Linked DNA regions of Mus musculus: region 1 is linked to region 2. The links are chromatin contacts, called in public promoter capture Hi-C maps. All regions are on one chromosome and are shown on one strand. Each heading gives the region's core, a stretch centred on a gene start, on an enhancer-like site or on the middle of the called end of the contact. The rest is flanking DNA. Distances are from core to core; before and after follow the strand shown. Region 1 has its middle 5.0 kb from the start of Mir6367. Region 2 holds the start of Tmem50b (transmembrane protein 50B).

Evidence for each region. Promoter capture Hi-C pulls out the DNA fragments that hold promoters and counts their contacts.
Region 1: a contact with region 2 is called in a promoter capture Hi-C map of liver, with 2.8 times the contacts expected there. The contact joins the enhancer-like site here to the promoter of Tmem50b in region 2. A contact is called at or near these places in 23 of 39 promoter capture datasets (the 3T3-L1 cell line, 3T3-L1-derived adipocytes, the C10 cell line and 14 more), 3 of 15 datasets of contacts at CTCF or cohesin (CD8 T cells, the NIH/3T3 cell line and embryonic stem cells), 34 of 484 Hi-C or Micro-C datasets (3T3-L1-derived adipocytes, CD8 T cells, the G1E-ER4 cell line and 19 more), 35 of 115 datasets of contacts at active chromatin or transcription factors (the 230-238 cell line, CD8 T cells, the HPC-7 cell line and 24 more) and 5 of 9 other capture datasets (adipose tissue, embryonic stem cells, liver and 2 more).

What each region holds. Positions count from the first base shown.
Region 1 is chr16:91,520,311-91,524,873 of GRCm38.p6, reverse strand. No RefSeq gene overlaps it. Among named protein-coding and RNA genes, the nearest start is that of Mir6367, 5.0 kb to the left of the region's middle. Within about 2 kb of position 2,178, at least 182 of the 459 cell types and tissues checked have an H3K27ac peak or open chromatin away from gene starts, as enhancers often do. A contact at or near this core is called in the 230-238 cell line, CD8 T cells, the G1E-ER4 cell line and 18 more, where this site is marked.
Region 2 is chr16:91,595,730-91,600,349 of GRCm38.p6, reverse strand. Tmem50b (transmembrane protein 50B) reads left to right here and starts at 2,670. Exons shown (of 7, transcript NM_030018.3): 1 at 2,670-2,768.

The DNA of each region.
Region 1 (4,563 bases), core at 929-3,428, 75 kb after region 2:
CATCTTCTGCACATAGAAGCTTCTTTGGTGAGGCCCAAGAGATGCACTGATGTATAGGTGTAACGCTAAGTCTCTAGGAGTTGGTTTAATGCCACGTACACTTAGCGGAATAATAGGAGCTATTCTTCTATGGCCTGAGATCCGTCTGGCCACAAGTTCTTAGCCATAAAATCATTCCCGGTATGGCTTTCATCTTGTGGAATGGAACTTAAGTCCAATCAAAAAGTAGCTGGTCACTCCCACGTTGTTTGTATGACTGACTACTGCAGCTGTGGGTGTATGTTTCCGGGTAGGTGGTTAGATTGTAGCTTGCAGGGGTCACATGCTCATATGTTTCTGGGTAGGTTGTTACAGTTGTAGCTTGCAGGGGTCACACACTCATGTAAGGCTCATGATGGCTGCAATACACATGGTAGCTTTCAGCACTTTGCAAACCTAGATAGTAGGTGTGCTGACAGGGGTTGTGCCAACTTGACACAAGCTAGGGCCATCAGAGAGGAAGCAGCCTCAGTTGAGGAAATGCTTCGGTGAGATCCAGCTATAAGGCATTGTCTAAATTATCGATCAGTGGGGAAGGGCCCAGCCCTCGGCAGGTGGGGCCATCCCTGGGCTGGTGGACCTGGGTTCTATAAGAAAGCAGGTCACGGGAAGCAAGCCAGTAAGCAGTGCCCCTCCATGGTCTCTGGGTCAGCTCCTGCCTCCCTGTTCCTGCCCTGTGTGAGATCCTGCTCTCACTTCCTCCATCAATGGACTATAGTCTGGCAGTGCACACCAAATAAACCCTGCCCTCCTGTACCTGCTCTTTGGTCATACAAACCCTAAGACAGGGATGGGGAATTTCAGGCCTACACCAGCTAGATTTCTTCATGTTCCACAAATCAGGCGTGTGATGTCTTCAGCAAAAGGGTTTTATTAAGTTCTGCAGAGAGACTAATAGCATTGAAAATATTCTATAGTGTCTTTGGTTAGTATATTTATTCCTGGTGAATATCAGCATAGAGATGGGAATGGCCAGGCTGTATCTCCATGGTAGAGAGCTTGCCTAGACCTCACTGACTTACAGCTCCAAAAGGGGCAGCTTATCCCTGGCTCAGGGTTTCTCATTTGTAACCTGTGGTCTATCAGCATGGGCGCTATTGTTCTGTTATACGATAACCTAATTTAACTCTTCTTATATGCATTTATGTGTATATTTTAAGAAGCTTCCATGGTGGTGGGTTTTCATATGCCTTTTTAAAAAGTGTGTGTGTGTGTGTGTGTGTGTGTGTGTGTGTGTGTGTGTGTGTGTAGAAGAGTCCAAAAGAAGTCACCGGATTCCCTGGATCTAGAGTTCCAGGAAGTTATGAGCTGCATGATGTTGGTACTGGGACCCAAACTCAGGACCTCTGAAGAGCATCAAGTGCTTTTAATGGCTGCGCCACCTCTCCAGCTCCCATGAAAATATTTTTAAGCCATTGCGTTTTTTCCCCTCTCAATAGCAATAGCTTAAATGGGGTCATTTCAGCCGAGCCCACTAAGTGTGCATTTATAGTTAAGCCTCACGTGATGGTTGTGTCTGTGGAGCTACTCAGATACCTACCTGTTAAACACTATGCTAGATGTTTCTGTGCTGGGGTTTTTAAGACGAGTCCCACTTTTCTAGGGGTGGCTTGAATCACTGTAGTGGCCGTGGATGTGGTGATGGTGGTTGGGACATTTCTGAGACGGCCCTGGCAGGATTTCCTGACAGAATGCGGAGCGTGAAAGAAAGGAGAAGTTGCGGCCAGCACATGCTTCTAAGTGAAAGAAAGGAACTAACGTGCTGTGACGGAAAGCGACTGAGAGAGGAGACAGTTTGACACTGCTTCAAATCAGCATCCGTATCCCTCGCATCCCTCGCATCCCTCATTTGTAGTGTCTGAGACAGGAAGTCATCCTGCCTTAGGTCTGGAGTGCTGAGATTATGACATCATATGCACGGTTATGTCTGGCTAGTGGTCCTTATTTTGTAATGAAAGACCTTTTTGTTTGTTTGTTTGTTTTGGACACTTGATTTTTTAAAAGAAAAGAAATCTGAAATCTGTGCTTGTAGAATCTTCTGGATAATACTACAACTTTGAACTGTTTATCACCACCCATCCATTCCCCTGCCATCACTATTGTGCAACCTCGTTGCCTAACAACTCCAAAAGGGCAGCTTACTCTTGTGTGAGTCAGACCTGTGGTCTCTTCGAGCACTTCTCAGGGCTCAGGCGCAGAGAGGTGCGGCTTTGTGACAAGCTCACACTGGTCACAGGCGGCAGGGCTTGAGTTGAACTAGGTTAGATCTTAGGATGCTTATTCCTTTGAGACACCTGGGCCTAATTGCAATACTGTGCTGTCTGTCTGTCTGTCTGTCTGTCTGTCTGTCTGTCTCAATAGGAAATTCTTGGCAATAACCTTGAGCTATCTACTTATAGACTCCAGAGTGGAGAAAGGCAGTATATGTAGCCTTTGGGTCATTTTTCAATGCTTGTTCTTTAAATTTTATACATGGGTGGGGAGGGGGAAGGGGGAATAGACTTCCCTGCATTGATGAGGAAGTGTAACCAGACACTATATGCTTAGTCAAGAGCAAACATTTCAACATAAAAAATTCCCCATATGTTTGAGGAAGTGGGTCCACAGGCCAGCAGGCCACCAAAGAACCAGACAGCTCTATATACGCTCATAACAGATTACTTACGATGGAAGGAATAGCACTAGCAATATACCAATAGTGTAATTGGTCCAGGCCAGTTCTCCTCGCCTGGATTAATGAGAGGATGTGGGCAGGCGTTCAGTGTAGTGTACTTGGCCCATGATCGGGCCTGGGAGGTGAATGGAGGCTTAGTCTTTTTGTCATCTTGTGTTTCTGAGATGACCGAGGTCTTTGGTTAGTATATTTATTCCTGGTGATTATCAGCATAGAGATGGGAATGGCCAGGCTGTATCTCCATGGTAGAGAGCTTGCATAGCATGTGTGGATCTCAGGGCTCAATCCTCAGCACAGCAAAACAAATCAAACAGAAAAGAGTACAGGACGCAGGAAGCAGGCACCGCCCAGAGCCTTAACAGGTTGATGCAGGGGAAGATTTTGGGTTCGGCCAGTTGAATTTTAGAAAAAGACAAAGCAAAAGCTTCATTTTATCCACCCCCCCCCCTTTAAAAAAAACAAAAACAAAAACAAAAAGAACACCACCAAAAAACCCACCCAATGCGGGGCAGTGGTGGCACACGCCTTTAATCCCAGCACTTGGGAGGCAGAGGCAGGCAGATTTCAGAATTCGAGGCTATCCTGGTCTACAGAGTGAGTTCCAGGACAGCCAGGGCTACACAGAGAAACCCTGGCTCAAAAAACCAAAAAAAATTAAAAAAAAAAAGACAAACCCACCCAAACTCACAGTTTTTCATTCCTGGACCTAACATACTCCCCACCCTAATCTTGGCATCACCCTCCCACCAACCTGCTGGGGACTCTGCTCACTACCTTGGCCTACTGGGTCCATTGGGCATGGACACAGAGCCTCCTCCCCTAAGGTTTGCCATGATACACTAAAGACAGGGCTGCAGACATATTGACTTCTGCAGGGCCCAGGGTGACGGGGACTCTAAATCCTGTCCTCCCGTCCTCCCTCCCTCCCTCCCTCCCTCCCTCCCTCCCTCCCTCCCTCCCTCCCTCCTCCTTCTTCCTTCCTTCCTTCCTTCCTTCCTTCCTTCCTTCCTTCCTTCCTTCCTTCCTTCCTTCCTTCCACAACTGTCCTGTAGGACAGAAATCAGGGTATTAAAGTTCTGTCTGCTCCTTGCTCCCAGGAATCCCTAATGTGCTGCCTGCCCCCTGGCATTGCAGTGTCTTAGGCCAACTCACTTTGTTGGCAGGTGCCTACACACCCCGAGGTCAGGAGGAAGATGAACCTTAACAAATGCACACTCTGGATGCCCTGCAGGTCTTCCTTCCTGGATCCCAGGGAGGGCAAGGAACTGCTCCTGGAGGGCTGGGGCTTCTCCTGGAGGGCAGGGGCTGCTCTTACTCTATTCAGTTGAAGATTCCTTTCCTCAAGGTGGGCCTCACCCCATCTACCTACTTGATGCCAAAGAAATCTATCCCAAGCTTCGCCAGCCAAGTCTCTAGTCCTCGGCATGAAGGACAGGACTGCTGGCTTCTATCTGCAGAGACCTCCTGTCTGGAGGTCGACGTGGAGTATAACATCGTCACAGGGCTTGAATCCATCCTAGACGCAGCCCCGGGATTATTAAGGGCCTTTCTATGTGGAGCTGAAATCTCAGGGACCAACCTAGAATTGTCTATTTTGCTCAGCTTGAAGAATGGTCAGCCATGGCCAGTCCTGCCACAGGATGGGCTTCCTGGGGAAATCCTCAGCACTGAGCTTAACTTGCAGGAAGTGGAGCGGCGTGTTTCCTGAGAGAAACCTAGCAAGGGGCAGGGGGAGGGAAGACTGGGGAGACCAAGCTTCAGGATGGCCCTCAGGGCAGTCCTCATCGAGGCTAAGTCAGAGCTCCTCAGTGAGGCACTCCTGGGGATACTGACAGCATCAGGCTGTCTCC
Region 2 (4,620 bases), core at 1,421-3,920:
ACTCAGCTATAGTCTTAGAAGCCAGGTGTGAGGTCTTTACTCTCCTAGGGCAAGGGCTTTCACACCCAAGTCATGGTTCTAACTAGGGAGTTCCGTTCTAGCTAACCGTCTCAAGAATAATGCAATACTCTAAAACCACAGCCCAATCTACTTCCTAAACCATTGTAAATTCCTGTATATGGGAGCGACTTGGCTTTTATTGATAGTGTAATACGAGAGGCTATTCTGAATGTCACTGTCTAGCTCAAGGACGTTCTAGGACTGTTGGAACACTGAGGCTTTAGCTATGTCAGAATTCAATCTTAAAAGGCACTTATAATAGGATGATACTGAAAGAGAGCATGTGGATCCATACACTAGATTAACGCGGGAATGGAGAATTAAGAGAACTCCAGACTCCAGGAGGAGAGCTTCCTTGAAACTCTTTTTGCCTCATGAGCAGCTTTTAGGCATCCCTGCCTGACAGGCTGACTCGACTGGAGTGCCGTGGCAAGTTTCAAAATCTCCCCAGCCTGGGGAGCCTCGACAGACAGGTGCTCAGGCCAGAATCTAACAACGTATATGAGCAGCAGGGTGTGCTGGCTCACTCGGAGGCAGAGACAGGTGGATCTCTATGAGATGGAGATCAGTCTGGTCTACAAAGCAAGTTCCAGGGCAACCAGGGCACTGTTACACAGGAAAACCATGTCTTGGAAACAAACAATCAAAAAAATCAGCAACAAGACAAAACAAAACCACCAAAGTATATGATTGCATAGCATTTGGTGGAGTTCCAATTCAAGTAATGCATGTATGGAGGTCTGGTCTTTTTCTTCAATATTCAAACTCATTTTATGTGTATGAGTGGTTTTATTTCCCTATTTATTTATTTATTTCATGTATATAAGTATACCATTGCTCTCTTCAGACACACCAGAAGAGGGCACCAGACTCCATTGTAGATGGTTGTGAGTCACCATGTGGTTGTTGGGAATTAAACTCAGGACCTCTGGAAGAGCAGTTGGTGCTCTTAACCATTGAGCCATCTCTCCAGCCTGTGTATTTTTGTTTTGCCTGAATGCATATATGTGCACCATTTGCATGCTTGATGTCCAGGGAATCCAGAAGAGGAAGGTGGCCCCTGGATCTGGAGTTACAGGTGGATGTGAGCCCCACTCTGGGTCCTCCGGTAGAGCATCTTCCCAGTCCCCCTTGCCCCCCTTTTTAACTGATGGAGAAGTGAAAGCAGACGGCACATTCTGGACAGGCAACGCACTACTACTACACTATATCCCAGATCCTCCAGTAGTTTTGAGACAGGACCTCACTTCAGCTTGATCTTTTGTTTTGTTTTGTTTTGTTTTGTTTTTGTTTTTGTTTTTTTCGAGACAGGGTTTCTCTGTATAGCCCTGGCTGTCCTGGAACTCACTTTGTAGACCAGGCTGGCCTGGAACTCAGAAATCCACCTGCCTCTGCCTCCCAAGTGCTGGGATTAAAGGCGTGCGCCACCACGCCCGGCTCGGTTTGGTCTTGAATTTGCTGTGTAATCCAGTCTGACTGGAAATAGAAATATGCTTGAGACCATGATCATACCCAAGCTGAGACATTTTGGAATGCAGGGATCACAGGCATGTATCACCACACCTGTTTATATGATGCTTGGGATACAAGCCAGAGCCTTATGTATTTAAGGCTAAATAATGTACCAACTGAACTACATTCCCTAGCTCTGGGACAGATACCTAAAGATGTTCCCTTCTGCTGCCCCTCTTGCTTGTTAGTGTGTGTGCATAATCCCATACTCCAAAAAGGAATTTATGCAGTGAATATTTATTGAATACCTAAATCCTAGATTATATACAAGAACTACAGGAGTAACAGGATCCAGGATGTCATTTGTGACAGTTACGTGACACAAAAATCTTTTTGCTTTACTCTATCTAGGTGAAGTGTGTTTTTACCTTCAATGTAGTAGTAACTTGGACTTTGCATCTTTCTTTAACTGCATTTATATTCTGTAGGAAATGTGGTTTTTGAAGTTATGCTGAAAAATCCAGAGGCAGTATCTCTAAAGGAGATAAGTAAAGATTTGCTCCCAAAACAAGCCAAAAATCTATTTGGATAGACGGAAAAAGGAATCAGGCTGAAATAGCTATGTAGCTTTGCTTTGCGGGTACCCTCAGAAAACCAGTACTGACTGGGATCCCTGGACCTGTAACTTCATCTTCTGAGGTCTTGGTTTTTGAACGTCTTGGAGTGCGTTCTCGACTCTCGGCAGCTGGTGAACAATGCTCAACTGCTGATATGCAAGAGGACCTTGCGTAATAGGCTTGGGTTCCCCGTACCGGTGCTCTCACCGATGCTGAGGCGCTTGAGTTTACACTACTACCGCAAACCGCAGCAGGAGAGGTCCGGACCTCAGCTCCAGGACGCAGGTAGAGCACCGCGCCAGCCCCGCCCTCAGGAATCAAGCCCCGCCCTCTATCTAATCGGTCGCACTATGATTGGTCTCCGCAGAGCGCACGGGTCCAGCCCCGTTCCGCCTCTGAGGTCCCGGTCCCGCCTCCAGGGGTTATGCCCCGCCCACGCAGGCCACTTGCTGCAATCCCATTGGTTCCTGCGGTGCGCACGGCGCCTCGCCCCCGCCCCACCGGCGCCCTGGCCTCCCGCCCGCCGCCGGCCCCCGGCTCCCGGACTGAGGTTGATCGGGCCGCTGCTTCCCGGACAGACGCGCGCCCTCGACGTCCCTGCTCCTGCCTGGGCTCGGTGTAGACTTCGCAGGTAGCCGGGTGAGTGCGGTTGGCAGGTCTCGGGTTTCTGTGATCTGCCGATCGAACGCAGGGCGCCGGCCCGGCGCGGCCTGAGGTTCTGTGGCGCCGCCCGTGTCGGTGCCAAGGAGCGCGCGGGCGACCGGCGGGGCCCGGCCTGCGCCCGCGTCCTCTCGGCGCCCCGTGGCCCTGACGCCGCCGTGACCCGCGCTCAGCCGAGGCAGGCCGCTCCGCCGCGCATCTCGTCCTGAGTCTGGGGAGGTCCCCAAGGCGATCGGTAGGGGATGGAGGTCCTGTGGGGCACCGCCGCAGCCGCCACCGAGGCCCCACGAGCGTCTGGGGACGAGCGACCCTCCCGTTTGCTCGGAGCCGTTGCCAGGAACTGTCCTTGTATCCTTGACTTTCCCCTCCATCCTGCAAGCGCTGGGGGGAGAGGGAGGAGAGGGAGGAGAGGGAGGAGAGGGAGGGAAGTCTTTGGGAATTCATCCTAAGTGGCGAGTGGCCTTTTCAGAGAAGTAGCAGAGCAGTGGTCGTTGTAGGCTAGGCCATTTTGGTCTTTAGCCAGTAAGTTGGTTTTCACCACTGGAAGGTACTTGAGCCTGAGAGGTGGGTAGATACGTGACCTTTCCGACCGTAGCAGCAGAGGGCTGGGCTCGCTCTTCCACCTTGCTGCTGCGATGGGAGGAGGGGCGTGGGAATTCAAACCTCTCGCTGGAGTAGATATGCTCACCCTCAACAACATCCACCCCCCTACCCCCCCGTGCATCCTTCGCGCTCCAACTCTTCACCCTATTTGTACCACAAATCCCATTTCTAGATAATTCCAGGGGCGCTTATTCCCAGGCTTCTCATCCTCCTTTCTCGTTTGTCTTTTCTACCTGTGTGCGGCTTCCAAAAACCAGAGCCAAGCAATTTAAACACTTAAACGAGCATAGTGTTCAAAGACTTCCTGATCCTAAAAATGAAACCCAGAGGTTAATTTGCATAGCGATGCTTCAAGAAAAGCAGGTTTAATCGGAACGGGGTGAGGATGTAGTTTTTTCCTCTTCAGGAGACACACCCTTTGATCCTCCCCATTCTTCCTCTATCAGCTAGACAGCAGCCTTCAACGCTATTGCGTTGTTTGGTTTTGGTTTTGGTTTTCTAAATTCACTACTGGGGTCAATTGATTAAAGAATCAATCTTGCTTAGTCCTTATGTGTCTTTTAATGTAATAAACATTGAAGAAGATTATCAAGTAAAGTTTTCAGACAATACAGAAACAGCAAATAAAAAGTGAAACCCTCCAGCACGCCTTAAATCCCAGCACTCAGGCAGGTGAGGCCAGTCTTGTCTACAGCTCCAGTTCCAGGACTGCCAGGACTATACAGAGAAACCCTGTCTTGAAAAAAAGGCTGGGGGAGTTCCTCAAAATTCTCTCCTTCACTCTCCACTCTTTATGTCCCAGTTCTACTCTTTTTTTTTTAATTATTTATTATATGTAAGTACACTGTAGCTGTCCTCAGATACTCCAGAAGAGAGCATCAGATTTTGTTACGGATGGTTGTGAGCCACCATGTGGTTGCTGGGATTTGAACTCGGGACCTTCAGAAGAGCAGTCGACGCTCTTAACCACTGAGCCATCTCGACAGCCCCCCAGTTCTACTCTTAAGGAGGCCATCATAACACAATGCTATTTGGCAACAGATAATGACACATTTACACATTGATGTATGTAGACTAATCTTTTTTTTTTTTAATTAAAATTTTAAAAGTTGCTAAGAGGGCTGGAGAGGTGGCTCAGAGGTTGAGTGCTCCCTGCTATGAAAGAGGACCCAAGTTCAGTTTCTTGACTGAAGCCACATCAGACTCACAGCTCCCCTGAAACTCACAC